Regions from separate parts of the Mus musculus genome. Here regions 2 and 3 are each linked to region 1. Evidence: chromatin contacts called from public HiChIP or PLAC-seq data. All regions are on one chromosome and are shown on one strand. The core of a region is the stretch at or near the end of the contact, and the rest is flanking DNA. Distances in the headings are between cores, read along the strand shown.

Region 1 (3,194 bases), core at 610-3,109:
CCTATTTCAGAAAAGATGTTTGGTAGCTTAACCCTTACCAAGGATCACCAAACTGTAGAAATGTAAGTTCCTTCTGGTGTCCCCAGTTCCCTAAGTCTCTGTCTTTATGGAAATGAGGTGGCCTTAGCACACAGGACTGGGACAGAGACTGGGCTCTGGCCAGATGGACTTGCAGTGAGGTCTCTGGGCAGCATTCTGTCATGGCAGGGATAAGAGTTGGAAAGTATAAGCACCCTTGAATGTACCCAGGACTGGGCTAGGTACTCCATATCTCATCTATTCTTGTTCCAGCCCACTGAAGGCAGATGTCATTTCCCTTGGTCTTCATAACCAAGACTACAGAGATAGTAAGAGACCAGCTGGCCTTTGAGACCAGACCTACCTCTCAAGTTCTCAACAGATGGCTTTTGGCAGCCATAGGTAGTTGGTAGGGAGCTCCAGGCAGTCTTAGAGGCCTGGGCTCTAGGACAGCCAGGGGTTCAATGTGATTCAAGGCATGGTAGCTCAAGTACTAGAGACAGCTCTTGTGTACTGTAGTCTCATTATTGTGGGAATTGGGTAAACTGTAGGGTGCCCAAGCACCTGAGAACTTGAGGAAGCAATGTTGTCCCAAAAGAAGACTGGGTAGTGTCTGCCTCTGCCCCTAGCCAGGGCAAGAGGTAATTCACTGGCCGTGTTCTTGGGCTTCCCCTCTTCTGCAAGCATACCCACTGAGAGACAGACTAGGAGGCTAGAAGATATGTTGTACGGGACCCAGGGTTCCCAGGCCACAGGGACTATTATGTATTCTGGATGCATTCATAGACACCAGCCCACACTGGATGGAAAGAAACTCGAGAGACCTGGATCATGGAACTCTTAAGGGTCACAGAGAGGACAGCCTGACATGATTCTATGTCAGGATTTGCCAGGTCACTGGCTATAAACATGGCTGAGTACAACAGCTGCTGGCCTGGGTGGAAAAGCCATGGGATGGTAGGCACTCAGCCTTGACAGGAGGGATTGTGTAGCCCAGCACCTGTGGCTGGAGCTTGGCTATGACCAGAGGGTCTGAGGGGTCTTCTTAATAAGGAGAAAGAAAGAGCAAAAGAAAATCATGCTGGTGTCTCCTGGATGAAGGGCAGTGTCTGGAGCCACCAGGGAGAAGGGAGAGGCAGGCTGCTGTGGGCCACATGTGAAGCACTTTATCAGCTATTTATTATTTCTTGCTCACCATTAAAATCAAATGTACTTGGTGCTTTTGTATTCAATACACACTTAACCCTGCCGACTTAGATTTCTCAGGTTTTGAATCCGGTGGGGAATTGGCTGGCTTCCCAACTTTCCTCTCTAGTCCCCCCAAACAGATCTGGAAAGCCCTGTTTAGCATTCTCTCCCCTGGTGCTGCTGAGATCTTAGCAGTGGTGGGCCAGCCCCTGTTGTGTATGAGAGTGGTTTTCCCCTCCACCCAGGCTTCACCCTTGCTAAGCACCCCAGAAGAAGGATGGTACTGCTGAAATACACAGGGGTTTATCTGCATTGTCTTTGATTAAACCAGTTGTCTGTGTGTCTAGGCCTGGTTGTAGCCTGCCACTGCATGGGGTGTGTGTGTGTGTGTGTGTGTGTGTGTGTGTGTGTGTGTGTGTGAGAGAGAGAGAGAGAGAGAGAGAGAGAGAGAGAGAGAGAATGCACCATTACCTCTTAATGCCTGCCTTTGTGGATATCTGTTTGTAAGACTGTATATACACTGCAGTCTCTGAGCCCTGGTGCATTTGGGTGTTTGTCTATAATGATAATCCTACACCAGTGAGGAATGTGTGACTCTGGGTGGGTCTGTAACCACAGGGGTGACTGTCTCTGGTCCGTTGTGTCTTTCCCACCCTCCCTCACCCCTCCCTCCTCTCCCTCCTCTGTCTGTTTTATCATCCCTAATGAAGCAGTCTCCTCCATCGATCCTGCTGATTGCCAACCCATTCCTTTTGTTTGTTGGCGCTGAGCCATTCAGCAGCACTCTGACAGCTCAGCTCGTCTAATTAGCTCTGTTGTTCTTTTTCCCCATGTTTCACCACGTTGCAAGTTCAGTTGAAGTTGCCACAAACTTAATCCCCCCATTTCAGTGGCAAGTTCACATTCTTAACCTGTCTTCATTGTAGTAAGGAGCAGCCCTGTGTGGGACAAGCTGACAGGCCATAATGTCTGACCTTCCTGAACTCAGTCCCCAGGTCCCTGGCAAGGGCAGGAGAGCTCTTCCACCCAGCTGCATTCTCTTCCTTTGTAGGCAGAGTCTCAGGGATCCAAGAAGCCTTGCTGGGGAAACCACTTCCATATGAGAGTGGGGACAGATATAGCCATGTATTTATTCGGCAAATGTTGACCAAATGTCTGTTGAGTGGCAGGCACCTTTCTAATAACAATGACAACCACAGCAGTATTTACTGCTGTTAGATTCCAGACAGTAACATTGGCCTGTCTACAAATCTTGCTGAAGTTCCACTATGTACCAGGCACCTCACAGGATGCTAAAAGGATTAAGACTATCTGCAATCTATCTTCTTACAGGCACCTCCCCTCCTTCCTTTTGCTATTGATAAAAGGGGGCATCTCGATCACAAAGAAGCAGGCAAGCATTTCTGGAGCTCACACTCTGTGCAATGTCCACACCAGTGTGTTACCCACACCCTGTGGTTAAGTCTTAACAATAGCTCCGTGGAAGAAGACAGCATGTTTTGTGGAATGTTCTTGGCCTTTACCACATCTCTGATTTGCCAAAGACGTCTGAGCTCAGACTGGCCGCTCCACAGGAAAATCTTTGGTTTGGTCAGACGTGCGCAGACCTGAGGGTTCCATGAGACTCTATCGAGATTGGTCTTGTATGCAGCCAGCCTCTGTAATCTTGTTCCTAAGCCATTGTTTTGTGTCGCCCACCAGTTGCTGGGGGGCGGGAGGGTTGTTCTGAAGAAGGGTTGTTGTAATGGAGTGTGGGCACTGTCTTTCTCGTCTGTCAGCCAGTGTCTCATTGCAGCTGCAGAGAATGCATGCTCCCTATACCTGCTGCAATGCTGGCTCATCTGCATGAACAGCAGGAGCCACAGAGAGACATTCTCAGCTCTCTTCCCAATCTCTGTGACATTAGAAGTGGTCAGAGGTGATGGTACCATACACAAAGTCACATAATACTGATTAGACCAAATGAGACTCATTCTAAGAGTACCCAG
Region 2 (3,279 bases), core at 434-2,933, 300 kb after region 1:
TCAGGAAGGATGCAAGGCGGCTGCTGCAGCCAGTAGAACTCTCCAGCAAGAAGTAGATGATGTATGGCAACCAGAGGACATAAAACACACTGGTGATTCTGAATAGGACCATGGCATAGCGCTTATCTGGACAGGTCTGGGGTTCCCCAGTCTCCCCATTCTGGCTGCTGAATCGGGCTTGCCTTTCGCTGATTTCTTTTGTGTGCTGCTGGCAGATGCGGAAGATGTTGAAATACGTGAAGCAGACAATGAGGGCAGCTGGGGCGTACAGCATCATCACGATGAACAATGTGAAGTAGGAGTTGGTGTGCCAGGACTCTGCACACCACTGAAATACATCTCCATGATATCCGGGTTTACCCCAGTGGAAGAAGGAAGGCAGGAAGACCAGGGTGGAATACAGCCAAATCAGAAAAATACAGAGGCGTAGTCTCCAGGGAGTAACCAGGGTATTATAGGTTAAAGGCTTAGTGATGGCAATATATCTATCAATGCTGATACAGGCCAGAGAAGCCATAGAGATACTCTTCAGAACTGACACTACAAAACCAAATACTTGGCAAGTCATGGCCTCCTCAATCGGAAGAGGGTAGTAGAGGAGTGATAAGGAAGGGACCAGGCAGCTTACCCCAACCAAGAGGTCAGCATATGCCATTGTCTGAATAAAATAACTTGTAGAATGATGGTTCAACAGAGGTGCACAGTGAAACACAAAAATCACAATGATGTTGCCAGAAATAATCAATACAGTTAGAAAGACAATAATCAGCACTTCCAAAAGACAGAACCTGACAGTTTCCAAGTAGCCCAGTGCCAGAAGACAGAAAGGATGGCTGCTCTGATTACCATCCCAGGTGGAGTTCATCTCGTGCTCAGGAACTGGCTCTCACTTCATGCTGCCACCTGGCTGCTGTCTCAGTTCTCAGGAGCAGCTACTGTCACTGCAGTCAGCTTTGCATGCCTGTGACAAAGCCAGGGAGCCCTAGTCATCACGTTCCTGAGGTTGCTGCTGTGGTGGGTATACTGCCTGCTGTACAATTTCCCTTTAAATTCTTCCTGGAATAGGGAAAGCCAACAGCAGTTGTCTGGCCAGTCCCAGACGCAGCCATACTGCCAGTTTCACCAAACACATAGCAAGGGAGTAAGGCAAACTGGGGACAGTGTCTTCAGGCCAAGTGTGGGTGGGGGAGGGGCAGAGGGAGGAAGATTAGTAGCTTCAGCAGGAGTTGTAATGAGTCTCCTCTGAACAGCTGATAGAAGAAAAGGAGAGAGCATTTTACATTTTGCATTCCACATCCTAGACAAAGAACCTAGCTAGCTCTGACTGCCAGCACCCCTCCCACTTCACCCTAAGCAGCCTCCTCCATAAACGGCCCTTACTTTGGAGGAACAGCAATACCATGCTTCCAAGATCAACATAAAGAAATTATAAACCCTCATTTTCTTTTATTTTACGTGTTGTAGGAGAATCTCCTTATGGTAATCCTGAAGACATTATCATTGATAAAAATTAACCAAGATTATTTTCTCCATTAAATCCAATGTACTATTATATCTCTGCAAACACCTTAATACAATTTATCTGCTTAGCTCAATTTCAGAGTGTTACCTGTGATTCTGCATGCTGAAATCCAAACAAAAGCCACAATACATCCTTAACCGAAAGCCTTGCAATGCAGGAATGTTCGTAAAGCCAGCCTACTGCAGAACTAAGGCACAGAGGGAGGGGCTAAAGGAGTAGGAGGAGAAGCAGAGAGAGGGGCTTGGGAAAAGGAAGAAAGGGGGTGGGGCAGGGCAGGGCAGGGCAGGGCAACTTGTGTGCTAGGGCACACACACACTCTAGCGTGCTGGACAACTCATTACCATTTATTCCCATAGAGGAATTCCCGACGGCACAGTAGGCGCTGGCTTGGTGCGCCCACAGGATGTATCTGAAAGCTGTTTCCTTGTCGGTCGGCAATCTTCCTCATAGGTAAATGAGCAGAATTCAGATTGCCAGTAAGAAACATGGGCAGAGGTGGGGATGGAGAGAGGGAGGAGTTGGGATTTGGGCTGAAGTACAGTACCAGAGGAGAGAGGGGGGAAAGTCCTATTTTTTTGTGTCCCTAAGAACAAAGGACAGTGTCACAGGAAGGAAGCATGGTAACAGTACATGGCACCCGAGGAAGTCTAATTCAGCTGCACAAGACGTTACAGCTGAGAGACAATATTCAGCCTCAATTTTCCTTTATCATTTATTAGATATTGGCTAATATTTGGAAATGGTGCTATTTGTTCTCTCCTTCTTCCTCAGTTTAGTTAGGTACTCCACTTGAGTGGAGTGACAGTACACAGATATTTAGGTACCAAGTCTTTGAATCTTACAGTTCAATCTTGTTTCTACTTATCTAAAACAATGCAAATTGAAATAACACACTACTTTTTTGGATAATGTCATAAAGGGTGCTTTCCGTTTTCATAAACTGGGTGCTGTGGGAATGGTATAATTTTGCCTGAATAAAGCCTCACATCATCAGTAAAGGAAAACAAATGCTGCAACTGTAGTAATCCTAGGAGATCTGTACACTTGAACAAAGAACCATGTGATCCAACTTGTATTTTTATTTATTTTTATCCATGCTTTCTTACTGTGGGCAAAGGATGCTTACAATCACAGCTCAGTGAAGTGTGAACACTTTAATTCAGGAAAGTAAGGACCCCCGAGACATGTTCAAGGAGACAAATAACATAATGTGACAGGCCTCAGTAGAGAAGAGCAGCACAGAAGGGACAGCCTCCTGCCTCAGAGATTTTTGTATTTAAGTCACTGTCACTCACAGATAACTTGAGGTACTCCTGTTCCTACTCTCCCAGTCCCTAGCACATGTATGCTGAGGGTTCTACCCCTGAGAACCTCTTACACAATATATCCATCAGTCTCTTGATCTGCAATTTTATAATCCAGTATATCAGCACAGCTGTAGTCTGAAAACACTGGATGAAAAAAAACCCTACAGTTTGAGACAGCCAACATTCACATAATATCGCAACACATACTGTTATAGCTATTTTATGGTTATCTATTACTTTTAACCTCTCCCTATGACTACTTTGTAAATTATACTTTATTTAAGGTAAGGAATAGATAAAATAATGACAGGTCTGGCACCATCTAATGCTTTAATCACCTACTGAAGGTCTTAAAAAGTGTTGCCAGCACCCCAATTCAAGCCACACTTATCTTTTGCCACATTTTCACTGAAGCCAAAATAATATTCTAAAACTAAAATAATAGATAAG
Region 3 (3,260 bases), core at 369-2,868, 330 kb before region 1:
GAGTACTAGGGTTGCAAGTGTGTACTACCACGCCTGGCTGTGGGAATGTGCTGGTGCTGCTTTTTTTTTTTTTTTAATGTCACTTTCAAATTACGTTATTGTTTTCCTTTTGACCCTTTTTAGTAGTTTTAAAAGTAGACTATGTGCTAGAAAGTGTAACTGATCCCAAGCCCTGGGATATTTGCTGCAGGCTTTTAGAGAAAAAGTGGTATGTTCTTAAACAGATCTTTATGTTGTAAGTTATCCAAGAAATGAAGCCCATGACAATGAGCTTTAGAATAGCTTCAGTACTTAGGGCTTCTCTTTGAAATAGTGACCTAAGCTGCTGACTCCTGAGAATACATGATGATGAGTGAAAGATTTGATTGAAAGCTGCCTTGTGTGAGTTGACATTGTAAGGGAAAAGGACTTACAAACATTATGGGTCACAGAAAAAAATCTAGAAAATGTTCTAGAAAAGCCTTTGCTGGTCGCAAGCAGCCACAGGTAATTGCTAGTTTGTGTGTGTTGAAACTAAAGTAAATTAAACATATATATGAGGTTGAATTATTTTCTTATATTTTGCTAGCCTTTTGAAGAGATTAAAAAAGTGTAAAATATTGAATGCTAGATTTTAGGAAACCTCTTACATAGTTTTCTTATTTTGCTAGTGTTTCATATCACCTGCCTTCTGTCTCAGTAACAGAATGCCATCAGTGTGTTCTGACTGTAAGTTTCCTCAGTCCTAACTCCTCCTCCTGTCCTCCTTTCATTATAAGATTGGAGAAATATTAGTTGTGAAATAGAGATGGCTGTGCAGTGGAACCCTGTTTAATCATTCCTAAATAATACTCTTTCCAAAGCAGGTCTAATATTTACACTTTGATTCCTGTTTTCTGCTTGCAGTGTTTGTTGATGGTATCTTTCTAACATTCCCTGGCACTGGATAAATAAAGACTGCTATTTCCTTTTCAACATTTTCAGCTATTATCCTCATGTAAGAGCTAATAAGTGGAGGTTAGGTGAATACTAAACCATGATCCTGTCTATCAGAATAAGCTAGGAGCCTTGATTAACATGCCTTGTTAACTGATAGGTTCAGTTCCATACTGGTAGTGCTAGAATAATTTGTATAAACCAAGCAGTACAGATTCCTTATTTTAGCACTAAGACTTACAAAGGCTTCTTTTAGCAGCCTTTAATTTTGTACTTATGTATGTGACATAGCCTGTGGCTGTGATAGCTACTGTGAATCTGCAGTTGTTTGGGGATGAAAGGAGGAGGCAGCTGGAAACTCGGTAGCTACATCTAGCTGTCTACCTAGAGAAGGCCTTGATTTCAAGTTTATCCAAACAAGCTCGACTAATCCCAACTATCTAGGGGGATCCACTGTCAAAACAAGCAGCGTGGCCCTGAGGCAAACACAGCCATACAGAAATGAAGGCTGGGGCTTCCAATACTCTGATGACTGCATACTGGAGGCTTTTTTCCCCCCTGAAAGAGGGTAAGAGAGGTAGAATTTGCATAATGCCTTTTCATTGGAAACTTTTGGAAAGCTGACAGACCCCCAGCTTATAGATCTGTAGCCACAATACAGAGTCTATAGGAGAATCCTTGAATGACCTAACCATATTGAAAGGAAATATAAAAGCGTCCAAGTATAGCCAAGTGAGAGAGGAAAAGAGGCCGATGCATTGTCTAACATCTGCTGCACTTCTCGTTAGTTTTGTTCTTTGCTATTCTATGTGGACTTTGGAGAAGCCTAAGACAGCCTAACATGAATCCTATAATCTTCCTTCTGAATATTTATGTAGCGTGCCAGCTTCTAAGCTGTCCTTTGCGTTTTTCTACTTCCCCCTCATTTTCATGCTCTCAAATGAGGCCAACATTTCAAAAGCTAAATAAATGTTTGTGAATGTTTATAAAAGATTTGCATAAATTTGTCCTTGTCTGACAAAGATCACTTTTTTCTTATGCCAGTTCTGAAAAAAAAAAAAATTTTTTTTTAAAGGTTTTGGTGCTTGTCTTGACAACAAAGTCCCACATCCCAGAACAATGATTGCTGATTAAGTGGGTATGCAATTGTGGCTGAATAGGCTTTCAAGATACTGGGTTAAAAGACCCATCATCTGAAGGCTGAATTATAGAATTTAGAAAATGTTATCAGAGGTACACATTTAAATAGATTTTTATGGTACCATATCATTAGATAAGACAAAGAGTTCTTATGAGTTAAAAGAAAAGTATAACCGCCTATGGTTTAAGAAATTGTCCTGTATAAATTTTAATAATTAGAATGTTTCATTAACTTGGAATATCACCTCTCTTATGTTTGAACATGTTTAAAAATAATCTTTAGACCTTGAAGCATTTTTTTTTTTGGAGGCTGTAAATCTCCCAGCGGTATATGTGAATATGGGTACTGGGGTGGTGATCAGAGGGAGTTTAGTAGGCAGTCTTTTATGACATCTGAATGTTCAATCATACCTTGAGAAAATACAAACTCTATGAAATATGTGTCAGCGTTTAATTATAGGACATCCACACACACAGCACCCAGACACTTGTGCCACCAGTGTGTTTTCTGAACTCATTTATCTTTTAAAATTAGAATAGGTTTTGAGGGGTGGCAGGGGAAGTTGTGGGGAGAGGCGCTAATTTAGTTCCAAGGTATTGGAAGATTGGCAGCAGAGAGAGGTAACAGGCAGCTCTGTTCATCTCTTGGTTGTATTGGTGTAGAGGTTTAAGTTGTCATTAAGGCACAAACTAGAGCCACTTCTCTGACACAGTTTTTATCACATCTGCTAGGCTTGTGTCCCAAGAGGAGACGTGGGGAGCAGTGAATTCAGCATGGGCCCATTATCGACTGCTTTTTCGTGTGTTGTAAAAGGAGTGAGACCTCAGGGAGGCTTGGAGCCTCCTCCCGTGTAATGTCCAAGTCAGATTTGAAGGACTGGTGGCAGGAAAGCTTTGGCCTTGGGGTGTGAATTCTAAGAAATAGAGGCACAATTAAGTTTAAAAAATTCAAGGACTTTGAGCTTGATAATGAAAGATTTTTTTTTCTAGACTAATGTGAGCAGAAAAGATGCCCATCTGTGCACATTTTTGTGTGCATTTAAAATATTTAAAAGCTGACAGCTTTTAATATGCTTACAAAATAGTATTTTATCAGTGCTCTTTTTCCTTCATTTCTCTCTCTCTCTCTCTCTCTCTCTCTCTCTCTCTCTCTCTCTCTCTCTCTCTCTCTCTCTCTCTCTCTCTTTCTCTCTCTCTCTCTTTCT

Evidence for each region. HiChIP or PLAC-seq counts read pairs in DNA pulled down with a chosen protein or histone mark.
Region 2: an H3K4me3 HiChIP or PLAC-seq map of embryonic basal ganglia shows a contact between it and region 1, with 2.8 times the contacts expected there. The contact joins the promoter of Gpr21 here to the enhancer-like site in region 1. A contact is called at or near these places in 3 of 39 promoter capture datasets (the 3T3-L1 cell line, neural stem cells and second pharyngeal arch cranial neural crest), 1 of 15 datasets of contacts at CTCF or cohesin (large pre-B cells), 1 of 484 Hi-C or Micro-C datasets (nephron progenitors) and 1 of 115 datasets of contacts at active chromatin or transcription factors (embryonic basal ganglia).
Region 3: a contact with region 1 is called in an H3K4me3 HiChIP or PLAC-seq map of embryonic forebrain, with 4 times the contacts expected there. The contact joins two enhancer-like sites. A contact is called at or near these places in 10 of 39 promoter capture datasets (the 3T3-L1 cell line, 3T3-L1-derived adipocytes, the HPC-7 cell line and 6 more), 6 of 484 Hi-C or Micro-C datasets (cerebellum, cortical neurons, embryonic stem cells and 2 more) and 1 of 115 datasets of contacts at active chromatin or transcription factors (embryonic forebrain).

What each region holds. Positions count from the first base shown.
Region 1 is chr2:37,817,701-37,820,894 of GRCm38.p6, reverse strand. The region is part of intron 19 of Dennd1a (DENN/MADD domain containing 1A); the gene reads left to right. Among named protein-coding and RNA genes, the nearest start is that of Crb2, 43 kb to the right of the region's middle. Within about 2 kb of position 1,859, at least 24 of the 459 cell types and tissues checked have an H3K27ac peak or open chromatin away from gene starts, as enhancers often do. A contact at or near this core is called in cortical neurons, embryonic basal ganglia and embryonic forebrain, where this site is marked.
Region 2 is chr2:37,515,030-37,518,308 of GRCm38.p6, reverse strand. It overlaps Gpr21 (G protein-coupled receptor 21), which reads right to left and starts at 1,683. Exons shown (of 2, transcript NM_177383.4): 1 at 1,610-1,683; 2 at 1-1,250. The coding sequence starts at 865. The region is part of intron 13 of Rabgap1 (RAB GTPase activating protein 1); the gene reads right to left.
Region 3 is chr2:38,142,644-38,145,903 of GRCm38.p6, reverse strand. All of the region lies in intron 3 of Dennd1a (DENN/MADD domain containing 1A), which reads left to right. Among named protein-coding and RNA genes, the nearest start is that of Dennd1a, 140 kb to the left of the region's middle. Within about 2 kb of position 1,618, at least 39 of the 459 cell types and tissues checked have an H3K27ac peak or open chromatin away from gene starts, as enhancers often do. A contact at or near this core is called in cortical neurons and embryonic forebrain, where this site is marked.